Linked DNA regions of Mus musculus: regions 2, 3, 4 and 5 are each linked to region 1. The links are chromatin contacts, called in public promoter capture Hi-C maps. All regions are on one chromosome and are shown on one strand. The core of a region is the stretch at or near the end of the contact, and the rest is flanking DNA. Distances in the headings are between cores, read along the strand shown.

The links. Promoter capture Hi-C pulls out the DNA fragments that hold promoters and counts their contacts.
Region 2: a promoter capture Hi-C map of liver shows a contact between it and region 1, with 8 times the contacts expected there. The contact joins the promoter of Cyyr1 here to the promoter of N6amt1 in region 1. A contact is called at or near these places in 3 of 39 promoter capture datasets (hippocampal neurons and liver).
Region 3: a promoter capture Hi-C map of the 3T3-L1 cell line shows a contact between it and region 1, with 20 times the contacts expected there. The contact joins the enhancer-like site here to the promoter of N6amt1 in region 1. A contact is called at or near these places in 10 of 39 promoter capture datasets (the 3T3-L1 cell line, cranial neural crest, frontonasal cranial neural crest and 5 more), 3 of 115 datasets of contacts at active chromatin or transcription factors (astrocytes, cardiomyocytes and embryonic stem cells) and 1 of 9 other capture datasets (embryonic stem cells).
Region 4: a contact with region 1 is called in a promoter capture Hi-C map of hippocampal neurons, with 10 times the contacts expected there. The contact joins the promoter of Adamts5 here to the promoter of N6amt1 in region 1. A contact is called at or near these places in 7 of 39 promoter capture datasets (cranial neural crest, embryonic stem cells, hippocampal neurons and 2 more), 1 of 484 Hi-C or Micro-C datasets (embryonic stem cells), 4 of 115 datasets of contacts at active chromatin or transcription factors (astrocytes, embryonic stem cells and stem cell-derived neural progenitor cells) and 1 of 9 other capture datasets (embryonic stem cells).
Region 5: a promoter capture Hi-C map of the 3T3-L1 cell line shows a contact between it and region 1, with 13 times the contacts expected there. The contact joins the enhancer-like site here to the promoter of N6amt1 in region 1. A contact is called at or near these places in 6 of 39 promoter capture datasets (the 3T3-L1 cell line, 3T3-L1-derived adipocytes, hippocampal neurons and 1 more), 1 of 115 datasets of contacts at active chromatin or transcription factors (astrocytes) and 2 of 9 other capture datasets (adipose tissue and embryonic stem cells).

The regions. Positions count from the first base shown.
Region 1 is chr16:87,352,894-87,355,593 of GRCm38.p6, forward strand. N6amt1 (N-6 adenine-specific DNA methyltransferase 1 (putative)) reads left to right here and starts at 1,292. Exons shown (of 6, transcript NM_026366.2): 1 at 1,292-1,493. The coding sequence starts at 1,360.
Region 2 is chr16:85,549,016-85,551,715 of GRCm38.p6, forward strand. It overlaps Cyyr1 (cysteine and tyrosine-rich protein 1), which reads right to left and starts at 1,358. Exons shown (of 4, transcript NM_144853.3): 1 at 1,021-1,358. The coding sequence starts at 1,093.
Region 3 is chr16:85,754,813-85,757,512 of GRCm38.p6, forward strand. No RefSeq gene overlaps it. Among named protein-coding and RNA genes, the nearest start is that of Adamts1, 47 kb to the right of the region's middle. Within about 2 kb of position 1,434, at least 112 of the 459 cell types and tissues checked have an H3K27ac peak or open chromatin away from gene starts, as enhancers often do.
Region 4 is chr16:85,899,739-85,902,438 of GRCm38.p6, forward strand. Adamts5 (a disintegrin-like and metallopeptidase (reprolysin type) with thrombospondin type 1 motif, 5 (aggrecanase-2)) reads right to left here and starts at 1,387. Exons shown (of 8, transcript NM_011782.2): 1 at 1-1,387. The coding sequence starts at 529. Gm46558 (a long non-coding RNA gene) reads left to right here and starts at 62. Exons shown (of 3, transcript XR_001781962.2): 1 at 62-259; 2 at 1,093-2,700.
Region 5 is chr16:85,679,220-85,681,919 of GRCm38.p6, forward strand. No RefSeq gene overlaps it. Among named protein-coding and RNA genes, the nearest start is that of Gm52244, 120 kb to the left of the region's middle. Within about 2 kb of position 1,337, at least 26 of the 459 cell types and tissues checked have an H3K27ac peak or open chromatin away from gene starts, as enhancers often do.

The DNA of each region.
Region 1 (2,700 bases), core at 42-2,541:
ATTGCTTGTATGCCAAAGACATTTTAAGGATGCATGTGAAAATAACAAATTCTCGCGGCACATGACACTCTAAAAAAATATTTCCGTATTATATTTAGATGTTTGTGCATGTGTGCACATGTATGCTGCCATACCCTTGGAGGTCTGAGAACTCTAAGAATAGGTTTTCTCCTTCCACTGTGTGAGTCTCAGGGACCTGCTCCATGTGCTCAGGTTTGGCAGCACCTACCTGCCTTTTACCAGCAGAGCTTTCTTGCCATTTTCAAGTCTGTATTTGTGATGCCGCCAGAGAACAGAAGATTTAACTCCCAGGAACTGGAGTTACTCTGTTTGTGAACCACCTGCTGTGGGTACTGGGGACCAAATTCTAGTCCTCAATAATAGCCTTATTCCAGAACCATCTCTCCAGCCCCTTACATTTTTTTAAAGACTATGATTTTCTGTATGTTATTTTTTTGCCTGTATGTATGGGCACAACAGTGACACTGACGCAGGAAGAGCAACAACCTGGAGCTGGGGTTATAGGGAGTTGTGAGCCACCAAACAAAGGTGCAGGAAACCAAACTTTTGTCTTCTTCAAGTGCAGTACAAGGTCTCAACCCCTGAGCACTTCCCCAGCCCTCCAAACCATTGTCTCTGTTTTGTTTCATTGTTTTTCGGAGACTGGATTTCTTTATGTAGCCCTGGCTGTCCTGGAACTCTCTTTGTAGAACAAGCAGAGATCTGCCTGCCTCGGTCTCCAGAGTGCTGGGATTAAAGGCAAGAGCCACCACAGCCCAGCCCAAACTATAATTTCAATGAATGAAAGTGTTATCCATGTATAATATTGTCAAATACAAAATAAAAATTAAAAGTCATAAAAGCTGGGCATGGTGCCACAGCTTTTATAGTCCCAGCACTCAGGAGACAGAGGCAGGTGGAGGATCACTATGAGTTCCTGGCCAGACTGGCCTACATAGTAAATTCCAAGACAGTGAGAATCTGTATAACAAAATTAAGCAAATAAAAGTAGTCATAATCTTATAGATGGGTATTTACATTTCAGTTGCTTAAAAAACAATAAATTTTGTAAACACTATTTTTGCAAGTGCTTACAAGTTTAAAAGGGAAGAAACTTTCCAAATGTCATTAGAATAAAGCAGTCACCTTAGTACAAAATAACTGACGATGCTCAATATTAGGGTAGCCGATAAAAGTAAGCACAAGTTGAAAACGGATGTTAGAGGTTGCTTAAAAGTTCCAGAGAGCCCAACAAGCTCTTTCACCCCAAACGCCACCCAGTGTAAGACAAAAGCGCATGCGCAGCAAGCCTGACGCGTGCGTACTCAACGCCCGCCCATAGGAAGCGGAAGGGAAAAGATGGCGGCGCCGAGTGTCCCCACGCCGTTGTACGGGCACGTGGGTCGCGGAGCCTTCCGCGACGTGTACGAGCCAGCGGAGGACACGTTCCTGTTACTGGACGCGCTCGAGGCGGCGGCGGCCGAGCTAGCAGGGTGCGAGGAGGGTGCGCGCCTCAGGGGGAGAGAACGGGGTGGCCGGGAGGCGGAAGCCGGAACTTGCCGCCCTCCTCCGGAAGTGGTGGGCCGGCCTACTTTCTGGTGATTGACAGCAGAGAGGGGTAAAGGAGGCGTGTCCGGCGGGCTGGGGTTAGAGCATCGCTCAGATGTTCCTGCGGCTTCAAGGTCACCCTGCCCTGCCTTTTAGCTGTTAATCTGAAGAATGTAAACGCGCCTCTGAGGAGCAGCCGGAGTTTAGCAACCAGAAGCAAGATGTCCCAAAACTTTCCTAATTTTCTATTTTAATTTTTTTAAGTGAATATGTAAAACTCGCCTTAGTGCAAGAATAACATCCTCTAGCAAAGGAAGAACACATAAGGATCAGTGAACTATTAAATTCACTCAACCTAGTCAAGGAACAACCACTAGCCGTCTGAGCACTTAAAGTGTTATTGCAACTGGGATTTTTTTGTTTTGTTTTGTTTTTTAATTGAACTGTTAGAATTTTAGTTGCATGTGGTTAGAACTATTAGGGAAGGTTTAAATAGTCACGTGCCTCCGCCGGTAGGATTTTCACTAGCCTGATTTGTTGAAGGATTGGCCATAGCTTTAATTGACATAAATAGTAAATGCCCACATGTTAACTTTTCTGAGAAAAGAATTTGAGCTGAGAACGGGAAAGATGGCTCAGCTGGTAAAGGCACTCGCTGTCAAGCCTGCAGACCTGAGTTCCGGCCTCAGAAACTACTACAGGTTGTTCTTGGAGGTTCAGTTACAATGCTGAGGACCATTCTGCACACATACATATAATCACTCTAATAAAATAGTTTGCCGAAAGAATATGGGTCATTAACTTAATGGCCAAGATTCCTACTGGGTGTCTCCAGAACGAAATAGCCATCATGTTTATTTATATTGTCACTTTTTTTCTGCCTATAAAACCAGTCTTTCTTCATAGATGGTGGAGCATTTTGAGCTACTGGAATATCTCGTGGAGCACTGAATTGTAACTTGAATGCTCAAAACAGCTCAGAAAAATTTACAGCTACAAATTGCATTGCTTCGTATGCTGTAATAGAGCTGACCTTGTTACAAAGGCTAGGAATTCTAGTTATTTTTGAGACCGTAATGATTATTTCCATAAAGAAGGCACCTGGTAAGATTCACAGACTTTACTATGACCCACTAGTGGCTTGCGTGTCCT
Region 2 (2,700 bases), core at 108-2,607, 1.8 Mb before region 1:
AACCCCAGGCCCTCGTCTGAATCTTAATAGATTAAAATTTTCAGCCAGCAAGGACTTCTTTCTGTCAGATCAGGGTAATGGATTTGATTATCTTGATACAATGGTGAAATTCAATTCTTTTGCTGTAAGGAGGGAGGCTGAAGGACATCTTCCTTTCAGTTGGAGTGTCTTGTCTTGGCAAGTGAGGGGAGCTGAACAGCTCGGCCTACGCCTAGGTCAGCCTGTGATTCATTGTCTTAGAAAGTTAGAAACACAAGATGCTTTAAGCTTGTACTGTCTGTGAACACGAGGATGCAAGGAGCGCACATGTAATTAAATTTATACTTGAGTAAGCCCTGAAAGGCCACATAAGGCTCTCTATCAAGCTTAGAACAAGGAAAGCACTCTGCTTCATTAATTATCAGCAATTGCCACTACGAATAATTATAAGGAGGGAAACGAGAGGCCTTTCACAAACAGGTGCTTAATCACATTTAAAAAAGAAAAGCATATTTGCCTGGCGAAATCCTATTTCGCCCAGACCGTATAGCTCAGAGCCTACAGTTGTTCAGTCGATTTTGTGGAGCTTCTAAAACAAAAACAAACAAACAAACAAACAAAATACGGGACATGTCTAAAGTAACTGACTTCTAAAAGAGGGGAAAATGGACTATTCCAGATGTCAGTAGCCTGCGATAAATGTAAGAGTCACTAATGCGTTTATTTTGAATAACTTCACCTTTATGTTTCAAGTATTTTAAAGAGTCTCTGGCGGCCCTAGACCAAAGTTCATTTAAATCCTGGCCGTGTCTTTACACTTTTACACTAGCCGGGTTAAATCCCCTTAAATGCGAGCTTTTGAGTTGCTTTACAAACAAAAAAGAAAGCAAACCAGCAAATTAGTAATGTTAAAGGAGAGATGGTGTTTGAGATTGCGGCTGTCTGGTGTTGCCTCCTAGGGGAATCGCCACCCTTTTACATTCCTGCGTTGGCCCCACGCCCCTGGCTGGACCCTCTGTCCCTGTTCCCACTGCCACTGACCTGCATAAACAAAGAGCAGGATCAACTTCGGAAGCAGGACCCCTGGACGCCGGGGCAGCCTCAGCGCGTCCATCCAAGCCGGTGGCCCCAAGCTGCTCTCTAGGACAGAGACCGGTAGACCTGGGAGCGACTGGAGTGAACCCCAGCAGCGATGCGGAGGATACAGGGCGGTCAGGAGAACAGGGATGTGGTCCTGAGAGCAGGGTCCAAAGCCGCCCTGGCCATGACCCCAGCCTTGGCGAATCCGGCCGGCTGCAGGGCAGCTGGGCGCTGGTGGTCCTAGCCCGGGTGAGCTGCCGCAGGGGCTTTATGTTCTGCCCAAAGGTGCTGTGCCCTGGCAAGCAAACGGCAGCTTCTCTGGCGTCCTTGGCCACCCAGGTTCAGGTTTCATCTATGAGGGTGGCACCAAAGTCGGATGGGGGTGGGGAGGTGACGGACTCCTCCCCACTTCGCTGAGTTTTCCTCTATAGAATGGCAGGGTGCTTGGCTCCAGCAGGAAGGAACTTCTGAGTTGTTTGGCTTTTGCTACAGTTTAGCCTACCCCCTGGTTCCACAGGTCTATTGTCCTCTCTGGGCCACAACACTCCCCATCCCTTTTTCTTCTTCTTTTTTTTCTTTCTCTTATTTTATTTATTTAGTTTTCGAAGGAATAGATGGAGGCTTTGGTTTCCTGTCTAAACAAATGAAGATGGGAGTTTCCAGATTTAAAAGGAACGAAGAATATGTAACTATACAAACTAGACGGAAAAGCTTTTCTCACCAGAAAGCTGGTAAAATGTCTATTTATCACACACTTGAAGCGTTTCAAGCAAATTCAGGGAAAACGAATGAAACAAGAGGTGTCTGGCCACTGCTACTGCTCTGGAGTTACTGTCCTATGCAATTAGATAAGAGAAAGAAAATACAATTATAAAATTTTGAATTTAAATATTAGCAAGTAACTTGTACAATTGTATAGAAAAATCAATCAAGGCAGAAACTCTTTTCTAAATCAATTTTTTTCTTTGTAAATGGAAATGCTCAATTCTATGCAGAAAGGAAAACAGAGAAAAAAAATAAAAGAAAATATTTCTCTTCACTAAGAAAAGCCAGTAAAATAATGTGTTTTCCTCGATTATTCTGCAAATTTGAGGATAAATTAGATCTTAATAGGACTGCCAACCTGAAGCTTTGCAGGTAAATTGGCTTCCAAAGTTCATACAGAAAGTGAGTGTGTAAGGACAGGAGATTTTTACAGCCAACTCACTACACTTTTAAAAGATTAAATTGAATGGAAGACATTACCTGTAAGTATAAAACCAAGTAACTAGAAATACTGCTTTTAGGAAGCAATACGCACTTTAAAAGCTAAATGTATCTGCACCTTAATTTAGTCTATCATCTTGGAAAAATGTTTCCCAGTGGATGAGAGCCATAGACCATAGGCTGGGAATATATAGAATCCCTAACTAGATTTACTGCCTGAGGAAGAGCCTGTCATCCACTGCTCCAAGAGAAGCCTGACCGGTTCCCACTCTCACCTCCAGCTAAACACAGTGAAGTTTTAGTGTCATCATTCAAATCTATCCCACTCTGGAAAAACATTTTCACATGTTTATTTCATTTAAGGCAGGGATGCTGTGTGCACATGTAGAGGCCAGAGGACAGCTTTCTTTTTCTTCTCCTATGTGGATCTCAGAG
Region 3 (2,700 bases), core at 184-2,683, 1.6 Mb before region 1:
GAAGCATGGGCTGGGGACTTGGGGACTTGGGGAAAGGGTTAACTCCCAAGTTCTAGATGAGGACATTCTGTCCTTCCCACTTCCCTTCCACCATCCCAGTCTCCATCTAAGTGCAAGCAGTGGTTGGTTGCTCTGGGAAGGAGCTGAGGAGTTCATCTTGGACATGTTGGTTTTCAGTGCTTCAGTACTTTAGACTGAGGCTATCTAGTTGGTCACTGAATTCAGGAGAGAGTTTTAAAATGGTGATTAAAAACTTTAATGTCTGCAGCATCGGGTGGCATTTAAAGTCAGAGGCACACAATAGACTTACTGAGGACATAGAAGTGAAACTATGTAGTTTTTAGAGGTTACAAAAAAATAGACTGAGAAGTAACAGGTAGGAGGAAATGGGTATGAAGTTTCCTGGAAGTACAGGAAAGAGGCTTTTGAGCACAAACGACTTCTCCATTGTCAAAATCCATTGCTAGAGAAGAGGGTTGAAGCTTGGCATAGGCTCTAGGGTTGTCTCTTAGTTCTCACCTTCAGAGTGCCTAAGCATGCAAGAGCCACGTGGCAGTTAATATCACTTGTCAGCGTCACAAAATTTAGAGTCACCAAAGAGACTTACCTCTGGTTGTGTCTATAAGAGGTTATCTAGATTAGGTTAATACAAATGAGAAGACTCACATCAGTTATGTACTTGGTTAGCATTGGTCAGTAGTCCGAGGTCTTGGACAGAGCAAAGAGAAGAATGCTAGCTGAGTGCTAACGTTGGTTCATCACCATCATGACTCTGCTGCCAGGGTGGGACACACTCTCAAACCATAAGACAAGCAAACCCTTCCTTCCGAAAGTTGCTTGTGTCAAGTATATGGTCACCACACCAGGAAAGTAGCTAAGGCAGTCAGGACAAGGAACTGGGCACAGGTCAGGAGCATAATTTAGACATTTCTCTCTTTGATTCTCGCTGAAATATATTCACCTCAGAGAAAGCCGCATGGGGCTATTTTCCCATCTGCATAGTTCCCTGAGAAATAGTTTCAAAGTGCGTTTCAGGAAAATGAATGCCTTTCTCCTGAATGCAGCATTTTCTAAGGACACAATTCTCCATTTGTATTATGGAACCCATCCCGAGGGGTCCCAGGTTGAGAAGTCCCTTCCAATACTTTTTCCAGCATCCCCAGAAGAACCCCAGTGGCCTTATGTTGGGAATCTGCAAATGAAAATTCCTCAAGACAACAGTTGTCTTTAAAAAAAAAAAAATGAAAAACAGCATCTGACAAGTGACTAGAAAAGACTGAACACTAAAAGCAACTTCTGTAAAAAGCCCAGGCCACAGAGACAAAGAGATGGTGATGTTCCTGTGACCTAGTAGCTACTATTGTATTAGAGAAGAGGCAGGAAGAGGCCCAAAGGCAGGGGCTGTGAAGTGTGAGGGCTGGGCCTGGCTGGAAGGGGGTGGAGGAGAGAGCTTATGAAAACGTCCTGGGAAGCCTGCCAAAGAGTTCTTTCTCTAGAGATAGCTAGAAAGAGCATAAATAAATAACAGTGACTCACCCCGTGTTATGCTGGAACCCTCGCCCAGCAGACCTTATTTACGTAGGAGACAAGCCTGTGATGACTCTGGTTGTTTGCGAGAACACAGCAAAACCATTGGATCGAGGCCCCCTTTGACTCAGATTACCAGTCTTGAGACTGTCAGTTTTATTTTCTTTGGGAAACTTGGAAAAGAAAACAAAAATCCAAGGGTGACCAGCAGAAACTCCCATGAGATGACAGCGCGTTCAAGACGTGGGACTTAGTGCTGCCAGGGACTGCTTATCAAATCAGTTCCCAAATCTTAGAAACTCACAGCATTTCAGTGATTTTTGAGCAAAGCCATCTGCCGTTTCCGTTCCCTCTGATAAATCATATGGAAAGAATACACTCAAGGTCACTGCTCCCTCAGCCTCAGCAGTCACTTTGCGTTCTCCTTAGCGTCATCATCTGTTTTACCATCACGTGTGTCAGGAGCTGTGAGCATTTTGACATCTTCTGTATAAACAAGCCTGGCATATATTTTCATTTGTCTCGGAGTATCTTTAGGAAACTGTCAGATATATTTTGTTGAGTTTGCACAGGTAGGAAATCATATTACTTGCAAATGTTCCCTTTCCGCTGACATTCATTCAAAGCTTTCATGGATGTGAATACTCTCAAAACATGGCTTCTCTCTATCCCAGCTAATAAGATGTCCCTTCGTTGGCATGATTCTTTCGTAGGACGATGACAGGCCTAGAAGGAAGCAGTCACAAGTATACCCTAAGGCAGTAGTTCCCAACCTTTCTAATGCTGACCCTTTAATATTTACATTACTTGGATCCTCATTGCAGTGACCCCAAACCATAAAACTATTTTTTCCATTTTCATAACTGCAACTTTGCTATTGTTATGAATCGTCATGTGAATATTTTTAGAGATAAAGGTTTGCTGAAACCGTTGTGGCCCACAGTTTGAGAACCACTGCCCTAAATGGTTTTCATTTGTTTATTAGTATGCCCACCATCTCTTTGCTAGGGCTAGAAATTTGAAATTACACAGCAGGTGAAGAAAGGGCTGCATTAAAAGGAGCACAAGGAAGGAATGAATAAAGAAGAAAGGAAAGAAGAAAAATGGAAGGAAAGAAGGGAGGAAGAAAGGAAGGAAAGAAGGAATGAAGGAAAGAAAAAACAAGGAACGAAA
Region 4 (2,700 bases), core at 137-2,636, 1.5 Mb before region 1:
CTGCCCAGGACCCACGCAGGAGTGGCTTTAGAGTGTAGCGCGCATGCTTGACTGCAAAGAAGCCATCGAGACCCCCGCAGAGGTCAAAGACAGCTAGGGATCGAGGGCTGCCGTCCACGGTGCCTCTGTAGAAACAGTGACCCCGGTGGCCAGAGGATGCGCTCAGCCCTCCTCCTGCAGTAACGATGCTACCAGCAGCACCCACTGTGTCATCTCTCTCCAGGTCCAGCAGGAACCTCCGGCCGCCCGCGTAGACAAGGTAGCCCACTTTGCCACCGCCAGAGTAGAGTTGGTCTATATTCTGGACCAGCCCGCCGCTCCTGCGCTGCCCGGCCAAGGGTTGTAAATGGCCTCGCTCCCGTGTTTCCTCCCCCTGCGGCTGGTCCGGCTCGGCGGCCGCTGCTGCAGCCTGAGGCTGCCTGGTTTTATCCTGGGCAGGTGCCGCGGCGGGGCTGTCAGCGGCCAGGGACAGGCAGGACGCGCTCAGCAGCAGCAGTAGCAGCAACAAGGGCGCCCACTCGAGCCGCATAGTGCGCTGCCCGCCGGGAGGGGCTGCGCGACTGAGTCTAGCTGGATGCTTGCTATTTGCTATAGAAGTTTCAGGGGCGGGGGTGGGGGGCTCGCCCTCCCACCCACCCACCCACAGCCGCACACTCTACACACTGGCGTGCAAGGTTGAGTCAAGTGTCCAGGAAAGGGTAGGGGGAATCCGCAGCAGAGAGCCAGCCTGGCCTGGCACCGGTGCCACTGTGAGAACTTTTTCTTTGTTGGTTTGGAAAATGTTTGGAATGGAGGTCCAAGAGACGGAGGAAGAAAAATTTTAAATAAAATAAAAGAAAAAAAATTAAATAAAGGGTGGTGTTGGTGGGAGTAAAAGCCAAGAGGTGGAGAGCAACCAAATACAAAAAAGGAGAGAGGCCCAACGCAGACAAGATCTTTGCACAAACAGATCAAAACAAACGAGCTAAGAGAGTAAGAAGGGCGACCGCGCTGGCCCGCAACTGGTGCGCGTCCGCTCCCGCCCCCTCGAAGCCCGGGGCTGGCGGGCTGCAAAGCTTCCAAGCTCCGACCCACTTCCTTTCTTATTCTCAGGGCTTCCTCGGCTCCGCTGGAACCCGAAGGCAGGGAGAAATGAGACGGGAGAAAAGAAAAGGAAAGAAAGCAAGCAAAGGAAACACCTAAAAATGTTTAAAATCAAAAGCTAGGAGGCGGCCTGCGGAGAGCCAGCGAGGCGGCGCGTCCCGGTCCCTTCCGTTGCCGCGTCCTCCCGCCCGGGATCATCCCCAGTCGGCTGCTACGGGCGCGGAGAGCGGCTCAGGCGCTGTGAAGATGCGAGGAGGTGGGACAATGAATTTATAGCGGCGTGCCATCCTGCAATGGCAATTTCAACAATTCGTCACTGCACGCTGCCTCTTAAAGGGAGAGCTTCCCCCACCACTCCCACCCTTCCCGGTCCGCGCCTAATCTGATGGGGGAGGGAGCAGCGAGAGGAGGAGGGTGATCGAGGAAAGGCAGACCGGGAAGGAGGAAGGGGCCAGAACCTAGCAAGGTGGAAGGAGGGACAAAGGAGGGAGTAAGGGTGAGAAAGAGATTGAGAGAGAAAAAGTATTTGGGCAGAAAACAAGAAAATTCTCTTGGCCTCATTTAAAGCCACAGCAACTCCGGTTCTGTGTGGTATTTCACAACCAATCGGGGTTGGCTAACCTCGGCTTACCTCATCTCCTGAAGGGGTGTTTTGGTGTGTTTTTAAAGTCTCTCTCTGCCTCCTTCCCCTTGCTGTTCTTGAGCGGGATATGAAGTTCTTGCTTCATTTTGCCGGCCAGTGCGCTCTGGCCTTGTAGACCTGGTAACTTCACTGGTCAGGGCAGCCGCCTGTGCAACCCCAAGTCCCTCTCTCTTTTCCCTGGTTCTCTCCAGTCGGTCCCGGTAGCTGATTTCCAGCCTCCTCATCTCCTAGCTTGTTCACGTTCCAACACTTGCTGACTTCGGGCTAGGGGTGACTAACTTCTCCCGGCCATCAGCTGAGCAGCCAGGCAGCCACCGGTGCTTCCTGGCGCGTCTCTGGGCATGCAGCACTGCGGTGACCCCAACAGGGCCGGCTGCGGCCTGGGAAGTCCTTGGCTTTGTGTATAAATGGCGGTACTCCCAGCTTTTTTTCCAGGGCATAGTTGGTCAGTGCCCACAATCTGTCACTTATCCCAGCCACTGGAACTCTGAGCTGTAGGATGTCAGGGTGGGAAAGAGTTAACTCTTGAAGGGGAATCTGCACCCCCACCCCAGACTTTTACATTTGTGCTCACACTTTCTGGCAAACACTCCTTTGTTTGTTTACTTGCTACTCTTCTTATAAGTCAGCCACTCACTGTCAGCCCTCTCATTTTCAAAGCTCATATCCCAGGGAAGAATACTTGAGGGGAGGTGATTGGTGGTTATTAGTAGGCAGGTGGCATGGCCCCTGCTACTCAGTTCCTCCATCCTTTGTTTCCTCTAATTATCAATTCTAAGAAGGTGAAAGGAAACCCTAGTGACTTTCTCACAGCAAGTTGACCTGTGCCAGGGTCCAGTACTGGTCTCTGCACACACCCCGGGATAATTTACACATCTCCATCCCTTTTAACTCCACTCCTTCAGAGGAGAGCAGGCACACTTACATAGCTTTTTCAGATGATACATTCTCACGGAAGGTACCACGAGGGCCAA
Region 5 (2,700 bases), core at 87-2,586, 1.7 Mb before region 1:
GCTGTATAAAACCTGCAGACATAAAACCCAGAATAACATTCAGTCCTAGGGAATGCTTGTGTCAAAGTGATTCCTGTTTCCATTTCTCACTTTATTGTTTTCTGACAACAACTCAAGGTTGAGGTGCCTGGTTCCTTAGCACCTGTGTATCAAAAACTTATGGCTGAGGCTTGGAGGGAAGACTTAGGACATTCTCTCACCTCTCCTCTCTCTTTATGAAGGTCCCAAGAATGTTGCTGGGAGTCTCTGTCTTTGCAAAGACATTACTGAGGCCAGTTTAAGATCTGGAGTACAGGAAGGTAAAGAAGCGCTTTTGACTAACTCTGATTGCTCACTGGCAATGTTGTTAAATAGGTGTCCTATTTAAAAAGCACAGGAGTGGGAAAATTATCAAAGTGGGTAGGCTGAGTAGAAGATTACAGATGAAATGAACTGTGATTTTAAAAAAAACATTACGGTATGAGGCTGGAATGTTTCTCAGTTCATAGGGAACTTGCCCAGCATGGATGAGATCTGGTTCTGTCTCTAGAACCACACAGTCTATTATGGCTCAGGCCTGTAATCCCAGCCCATGGGAGCTAGTTACAGAAGAATCACAGGTTTGAAGCCATCGTTAGTTACCCAGGGATTTCGAGTGGCCATTCTGGGCCACGAGAGTTTCTGTCTCAAAAACAAACAAAACTGCAGTGATTTCTGAGCTTTAAACTTGTCTCTTAGTTATATGTTAAGTACTTTTCAAAGCCACTGCTTGCTTGCTTGCTTTCTTCCTTTCTCTCTTCCTTTCTCTCTCTCTCTCTTTCTTTCTCTCTTTCTTTCTTTCTTTCTTTCTTTCTTTCTTTCTTTCTTTCTTTCTTTCTTCCTTCCTTCCTTCCTTCCTTCCTTCCTTTCTTCCTTTGTTTTTTAAATAAGAATCCCGGTCACACTAACAAGGCCACTGATGGGCAAACAGAGTATGAAACTGGGGCAAAGGGTCGCCACAAACACAGTCATTGTCACAAAGCTGAAATACAGCAGAGGAAGATTGGAATCCAGAATTCTTCTCCCATGAGTTGTCCTGTACTTGGACTCAACATTACTCTAGATTTTGTGATCACAAAGGAAAAGCAGAGTTGCTACACACATTTCAACAAATATCTGAGGCTGGTATGTGTCAGGTCCCATGATGCTCCCAGAGGACAGAGATGGGTAAGTTGGTCCCAGATGTTAATTTTCTCATGAGTGCTTTTCTGACCTTGAACCATGCTGTGAGAAACCTCCGGCTCCATACCCTTCGCCTACCACGCAGTCCCAGCCAACGGGTGTCTAGACAGCACCTACCATCCAGATGCTGCCTGGTGAGCCATGAGGTCACACCACGGGGCAGCTTAGCAGCACTCAGCCTGCTGTGTTGGCAACAGCTCAGGCTTGCTAATTGGGACAGGTGCACAGTGTGATGACAGCAGACCACCCACAGAGTTGTGACACAGCCAGCAAAGGCAAGAGGAACAGAAAGGGAGAAGCAAGGAAACCTGATCTGCAGGCTGGGCGATGATGATTGCCAGAGAAGATTTCGTAGGCAGAGACCCTCGGAGGACGGACGCCTGAGAAGAAAGAGTGACGGTTTTTAGATGGGGATGTTCTTATCTTTAGAGCAAGTGATAGAGGCACAGGAAATGAATCTTTGGAAATATATACAACCACAAGCCTGCTGAAGGATATCATTTGCATATGTGTGTTATCTCTCTCTCTCTCTCTCTCTCTCTCTCTCTCTCTCTCTCTCTCTCATTAATCATAATGTAAGCAATAGATGTTTCCAAAAAGTGTAACAATATTGTTTTGGGGAAGCCTCCTTAATATTGACATTTCAAATAGCTAGATAAGAATTAGTGGTAAAATTAAAGAGCATTTCAATAACTAGTTAAGTGGTGCTTAGCAAAAATGTGAGATAAACCCTCTTAGACACATGTAGAAGTTCTTTAGCTGTCCTTAGATCTTAGCACTATAGGCAAAACTGATCTAATATTGTAAACAGTGGCAGAAAGAATAAGACAAAAATCCCAAGAGTTAAAACAGGGAAAATTATTCAGTCATGGTCAGAGTTTCAGTGAAACAGTGTTCTATTTTTCTTGGGAACTAATGGATCATAATTTGTGCCAAAATGTTTAGCAACTGGTGGGATAGCTAGTATTGATGGCCAGTCAGCTTGACAGGACTCAGAACTGCTGCAGACACAAATCACTGGACACCTTGGTGAGGGAGTTTCTAGACTGAGTTGACTGAGGTGGGCAGACCCACCCTGAGTTTAGGCTGGGGTCCCAGACAGACTCTCCTTTCTGTCCACCACCTCACTCCCGTGACACCCAGGCGAACATAAACCTTTCCTCCATTCAGATGAATCCAGTCTGAGGCTTGATCATAGCAATGAGAAAAGTCACAGCTACACTAGTATTCAATTAAATGCTATAAATGTGTATGTGTGTGTAACGTGCACTTCTGGTAATGTCTGTTAGGCTTTAAGTGAGATTTTAAAATGATGGACATAGAAACACATTGAAATGGTATGCCAGTTATGAAAATGCTGTATTCCTTTACATTATTATGCTAGCTAGGAGTCAACAATATTTATTATCTACATCTTTGCAACTTGGCAACTCAATCTCAAGTGGAGAATTAGATGCTCATTCGCATTTTCTTCCCTCTCAAAAGTTATCAGCCAATCAG